2 separate regions of the Dromaius novaehollandiae genome follow, and region 2 is linked to region 1. The links are chromatin contacts, called in public Hi-C maps. All regions are on one chromosome and are shown on one strand. Each heading gives the region's core, a stretch centred on a gene start, on an enhancer-like site or on the middle of the called end of the contact. The rest is flanking DNA. Distances are from core to core; before and after follow the strand shown.

The links. Hi-C and Micro-C count contacts between places; a contact is called where the count stands out from the background.
Region 2: a Hi-C map of brain shows a contact between it and region 1, with 3 times the contacts expected there. The contact joins the promoter of TRMT11 here to the enhancer-like site in region 1. A contact is called at or near these places in 2 of 4 Hi-C or Micro-C datasets (brain and ovary).

What each region holds. Positions count from the first base shown.
Region 1 is chr3:59,065,418-59,068,610 of bDroNov1.hap1, forward strand. All of the region lies in intron 4 of NCOA7 (nuclear receptor coactivator 7), which reads left to right. Among named protein-coding and RNA genes, the nearest start is that of NCOA7, 50 kb to the left of the region's middle. Within about 2 kb of position 1,559, at least 2 of the 2 cell types and tissues checked have open chromatin away from gene starts, as enhancers often do.
Region 2 is chr3:59,135,103-59,138,413 of bDroNov1.hap1, forward strand. TRMT11 (tRNA methyltransferase 11 homolog) reads left to right here and starts at 1,789. Exons shown (of 13, transcript XM_026105074.2): 1 at 1,789-1,808. It overlaps LOC112986029 (a long non-coding RNA gene), which reads right to left. Exons shown (of 2, transcript XR_003259900.2): 1 at 1,275-3,311; 2 at 1-996.

The DNA of each region.
Region 1 (3,193 bases), core at 309-2,808:
TCTCACAGATGTTTAAGCAAAAAATTTATTTTAGATGAGATTTATGAGAGTCTTTCCAGACTTTCTCTTGGTATTTTATAGGAATAAACCCTTATCTTAAGAGAATGAGTTTTATCTTATAAGCAATCTTTTTTTAGAAGAAAAAAAAGGGGGGGTTTAGGGTATACAGTAGATATCATAGAAACAGACTTCATTCCTGTTAACCCAGTGTGTGTGGACAGCTGACTTCTGAGGAAGATTCCTCATTAGGAGAAGGAACTGCATCAGCAATAAAATGTTTTGTATTGACTGACACATGCAGACTAGTCCACATCTTAAGATTATCTCTCTTAAGAGGCAATATATGCCTTACAAATAAACAAATCTTGGAGTAATGTCTCCTAGCAAGCACAAGAGATTAGTGATTTATCGATCAGTGCATGATTTTTGGCAACTTTGAATCTAACAAGATCAATAATTTGGAAACTAAAAGAAAACTTGCTTCTCCTTTGTCTCAAGTTCTGACCACAGACTTCTTGAACAAAATCTTTAGAACAAGAACTGAAAGGGTTTTACTGAGGAATGAATCTGTAAACTAATCTTGTCTTGTTAGTATGCTAGTGGTGGTGGTGGTGTTTTTTTTTTTTTTATTTTTTTTTTTATGATTAACATGTCACTGAGACACATCCAAATATGAACTTCTGCTGTACTGGTAGTAAAGTGCTTCCACTAAAAGCGGTGATTTATTCCTCGTTTGTACCTAAAGGAATTCAGAGTTTTGTGAGGTAGTTGAATTTTGTTTATAGTGTTTCAATAGTTTTGCAAAATACTTAATGATAGTTGGGACTTCCTTGGAGAAGTGGGGGGGGGGGGGGAAGGGAGCAAGAGGCAGCTCAGAAGTGTGCAAGTGCAGTGCCTGGGAATGCTGTTGCTTCTCATCTTCTGCCTGTCCCTGCAAGGCTCCTGCTCTGCCTTCTCCCTACATGGCTCCCATTGAAGAGTACCTCTCAGCTTTCCAAGGGAAAAAATAAAGTACTCTGTCGTCTTTGCAGAGGGAACCCCTGGTCTAACAATCACTATTGAACAAACATTAATGTTTGTTTAGTAAGTGTTAATATGTCTAGTGCAGACTGACGTTGTTGGGTGACTTGAAATGCTTTTAACTGTCTCGCAGACATTTTGAGGCCTTTGGGTTCTTTAGTGCCTTAAGAAATCCAAGAATTTAGTTCTGTTATTGAGCTAAGCACAGACCTAACTGACACAATCCACAGAGAAACCCCTTTGCTTTTAAATCCTGTTTTCAGTTGTTCCTAAATAAAGACTTTTACCCAACTGGAGTGTCAAAATTGTGGAAGTGAAAGTTTAGAGAGAGATGGAAAGTTCTTGATTGTGAAATGAGCATAATAGCTAGATATTTCCTATGTGACTATCAAAATGGAGTAATTTGGGTTGAAACATTAGTTGCCATAGTATTACTTGGCATTCCTGCTGCAGCTGTGCTGGCCAAAGTGATTACTATGCTTAGCCATTTCTTATTGCAGCTCTCTGGAAAGTTGCCAGCTTCACTAATATGCTGACTAAGCAGTTTCAAGCTCTTCCTAAGCCCACTGCAGCCTCTTGGAACTCAGTTAGTTTAAACAGCCTGCACCTGCATGGGGGAGAGGACAAAACCTCTCTGTCTTGCTGAGCTGAGTTGTGCATGAAGGTGTGAATTCAGCAGTTCCCCGATGGAAGATGCATTAGCTGTATTGGTGAAAAGATACTGCCAAGTCTGAGAAGGCTTTATCGTTGCAATGTTGATATAGCTCCGTGTGAAAGTGGCTCGGATAAATTGTCAGTGCATAGGCAATGTACTGTCTTCATTATTTAAGATTATAGGTGCATATACATAAAACTCGCTTCTTCCACATGATTTCTTCCCTCTGAGTTGTCCCTTTATTGACTTTTCTGAGATGCTTTGACTAAAATAGTGTCCCCTGTAATACTTATGGCTAACCGTTTTTCTGGGTGTGTTTGCACAGGGGCTTGAGGGTTTTTTGTTTTGTTTTTGTTTTTGTTTTTTTTTTGCTTTCTAATTATTTAGCTTTGACTTAATGCCTAGAATTTTAAGAAAATCTCATATTGGAGTTACTAGCATTTTTCTAAATGCTTTCTGCACTTTGCTGAAATGCTTTCTTTTCCTAGTGAAAAGAAAAATGCATTAGATACACCTACAGTCCTGCAGATTCTCCTCTCTGTTAGTATGATGATGCATACATAATTTATTTCCTGGCTTAATGGAAGTTCTGTCACAAGCTGCTTTTAGCCTAGAAAGGTCACATCTGTCAGTCTAACAGAATGAAGACCTCTGTCCTCTGAATAATCTCCCTTTCATGTTTTGTAGGGTCATAAGTCCTTTTTTATTTATTGTTATTAGAGAAACAGGAGAAGAACATTACATCTCACTATAATTTGTTCCTAACACACCATGTCTCTTCATTAGAAGCTTGTAAATCTGTTTGCCTTTATGAATTTGTAAATGCTGACAGTGACTTCCTTGCTGTTTCGCTTTGAATGTCATTCCTTTCAATGGATTTATGCGAGAGCTGTCATTTTCTGTCAGAGGGATTTTGTTGACTCAGTAAATCCCTCTTCTCTAGTAGCATGATCATAATGTAGTTTCTGAAGGCTGTGGAGAACTGGAGGCTGTAGTGCTCCCTGCCACATTTTGTGGAAAAGAGTGTTTAAAAGATTTTTCTTTTTTTTGGAGAAGATGATGGAACTGCAGCTATGGAGTGAAAAGCTCCTCCCTGAGTCTGTACGAAATGCCATGTTGTGTTCTTGTCTGCAACCAGTGGGTGGCATCGCAGAACCAAGGAGGAAGACTTGTGGCTTCTGCGTCCTGCAGGAAGGAATCCTCCGGCATCTGTCTGCCTATGCAAGATTGTGCTGTACAATGTATCTTCTAGCACTATGATGGCACTGTTACAAGTATCCTAATGGTATGCAGTACCGATCATGTCTCTTGAGACACTGCTAAGTGGTTGAGTAGATCCCGCTGCCAGAAGGTTCCTCCTGTGTAATTTCATCTTTTCTCTTAGTGCTGTATTGTTCTTCACTGGCTCTCTAGTTCTGGAATAAACTTGTGCCATTCAGTCTCCAGATCTGATCCTATAAGACTCAGATTTTGCCCTTTTTTCTTGCCTTAAAGCAACAGAGGCACAGATACTGCTTG
Region 2 (3,311 bases), core at 539-3,038, 70 kb after region 1:
TGCTATAGATCAAGCTCTTTTTTGAAGAAGTATATGAATTCCTACAGAAATATTTATTTAAATTCTGTGTTTTGCCATAAAAATCCTCCACACAGTGCATATTTCACAGCCTGCAAGAATCAGTGTTGTACAGTAGCAAATTAGTAATTTAAACTTTCAGCTACCTAAAGCAATAAGCCAGCAGAGACATTTAAAGAATGACATGCAAGGGATGGTAATAATGAAAGGACAATCCATTGGGAGAGTAATAGATTAGTTGACTATTTGTGATTTCTGTCCACAATATCTACCATTTTTATGAAAATACCTTTCATCCTTCTTACCAATTTTCTCTTCTGCTCATATCCCGTTAATTTGCCGAGTTGAAATTCTGTAAGGAAAACCTCTTTCAAGATGGTATCTAGATATGTTCTTTCCAAATGGAAACATGCAGCAGAATTCATCAGATGACAAAGCCTTATTCTAGTAAAGTGATGATCACATCATCATCTTTTCCTTGCCAAAGCATTTCACCTTCAAAATGAACCAGACCATGTTTTCTGGCTCTCAACAAGATCCCCACTACTTTATTGGAAATAGTCACATATGTTTCAAACAGCTGCCGAAATGTCACACTCACATGTCCATCTTCTCCCCTCTCGCCGGTGCTTCTTATGATCAAGCACAGCTCTTCCACTTCCTTCCCCACATGTGAGTGGGCATCTTTCCCCCTCTGCTCTGTTTTAGACCCTTCAGGGGGTCTCCCATAGGTAGGATCTCCTCTGTGGGTATGCACAGGTTTAGACGCAAGCCTCTCCTTGTTGCTGAACGGATTCTTTCTCTGATACTCGATCTGATCCTCTGCCCAGGTCTGCCAACTTTTTCTTAGGTCACCCACCGCACTGGTAGCTTTAGCACTCTGCCCTTTATCTTCCTCCATTTCTTAAAAATGTTTTATGGCAATCAAACAGGAACCAAATCAATGATTCTAAGTATGGTTGTTGTGTGCACTGTCAGCTATGAAGGAAAAAAAACTAAGATCAGCAATACAAGAAAAAACTTCTAATAATTTCTGTAAGCTTGTCCTGAACAAGAGAAGAGGCTGGGCTACTGAAAAAGACATTAAATAGCTGAACATTTTGTTTAGGAAGGGATTCTGAAGTCATGTAAGTAATATATGTCACTAAATTAAACTTGCAAGCTTCTAAGACATAATTCCCCCCAGTTCTCAGACACAGATCTATAATACATGTCCTGTAGCCTTTGTACATAAATTTAGTGCAATATTTACTTACTTTTCATGCAATGACGCCTTTTAAAGAACTTTATCCTTCTGTTCTGCAGCCCAGTACACTTTCCAGATAATCTCATCCAGTGTTGGTTGACCTGTTCAGTACAGGCTTAATGACAAGGGAGAGAGCAAACCATTCCTCAAGAGCCAGTGCACCAATCCACAGAGAGGGGTGGGGATCTTTTGCCCTGCCTGTGCACTTTTTAAAGGTGGACAAAACAAAGCTAAGCTTACAAGGTTCCCACAGATTATGATAGTTATTATACACAGAAAACATTATCTTGGAGCTGCAACAGCGATATGCAGTAGAAACAGGGGGATTTTGCTCATCAAACATTGCAAAAAGAAGTAGAATTCCAGTTAATTATTGTGGTACCATCTACAACACTGTATTTAGTAAAGAACATAAAAACAGAACAGATACTTCTCCCTTAAAAGGCTGTGCTGCACAGCAATGTCTGCCTAGCAAAACCTATACAGCAGGCACTGCAGACAAGGAAGTTTGCATGGGAGAGATGAAAATGTCAGTTTCATTCAGGTAAACAGGCTATCCTATATATATAAAATAAAATGTACATAAAATATGGACTCTATGTGCAGAATGTAATTATTTTGAGGAATTAAGAAGAGACTGTTATATAGAGATCTGATTGTGTTATAACCATATCTTTTCTAGATCATGTATACTTTAGCTGTTAAAATATACAAACTAGAATAATACATTAATAGTACTGATATTTTTCTGACAGATACTTGTAGATAAAATAGATAATTACTGCAGGCTTTTCTATGGGGGAGGGATCAGAAATACTGATAATCAAATTATAGATTGTGCATTTCTAAAATTTAAATTATTTTGTTTAAAAATAAGGTTTCACTAGTATTATGGTCCATATATAAATTTTAATGCTGCTTCATATGAACTCCATTAACACAAAAAGTCATAGTTCCCCAAATCCCCCAGCATAACGTGTAAGTCACGGTCAAAAAAAGCTTTTGTTATGTTTGGCTCTAAAATAGTGCATAGGGTGGACAGAAGATAGCGACACAGTGGCTGTGAAACAGAACTGAGATAAACAACAGCACACTAAATAATGGCTTTTCATTCACAGTCTTTCACTTACTTTTAAATTGAAACTCATGATCATCACATGATCCTGTTATATTTGTCCTGAGAGAAGGGTGGTTAATTCTAGGTTCCTGGATAAATTTCAATTAGAGTAATTATACTTTGTGTACTTAAAATTCCCCTGAAGTCTAAAAAGGATAAATTGTTCTTCCTTTCCCTCCCTAAAACAGTTATGTAATGTTGTTGACTTAAGATGACTACCAAATCCCACTCTAAAAAACTGCTATAATGTTACTGAAAAGAATCAAGCGACCTATGTTAAGTTTATAAATACAGAGTCTGAAAAGCACTTAGTTTTATGTCAGGATCAAATACTCTGCAACTCTTACTTATTAATGTATATGCATTTTGAAACTATGCTGAGCAGTACGCTCCTTATAGAGACTCTGTTAAGAGATCTTGCATGGTCCTCAGTTTGAAAGTATGAAAACAAACAGTATTCACCTTTGGAGAACTGATAGTGATCCACTATGCAGATAAAGTAAGAATGTCGGTCTCAAAGAGCTTATGCTTGAACAAGTGCCAGTAACTCAACAGAACTTTCTAGAATGGAAGCTATACAGCTAAGAATTTAAAGCAAAACAGATTGGAAAATGAAAAGCAGTCATCTTCTACTAAATCTCTTTTTGCAATTCCAAGATTTTGTAAACAATCCCAGACTAGCTGGATTTATCAGCAATTTAACAACATGTTTACTACTAGGTTTCAGCATTAAACTGCTGAGGTGAAGAAGATGAATCCACATCTACTACTTCTCTCTCTCTTCAATGACTATCTAGGACAGTCACAATTAGATGTCAGTTCACATTTAGATTGTTTTAACAAACCTCAATTTTGAATACTGCAGGAAAAGATCGGAAAACTAGAGAAGCTCTAGTATGAGATTATCGAGATATATAAAGAATGTGGCCT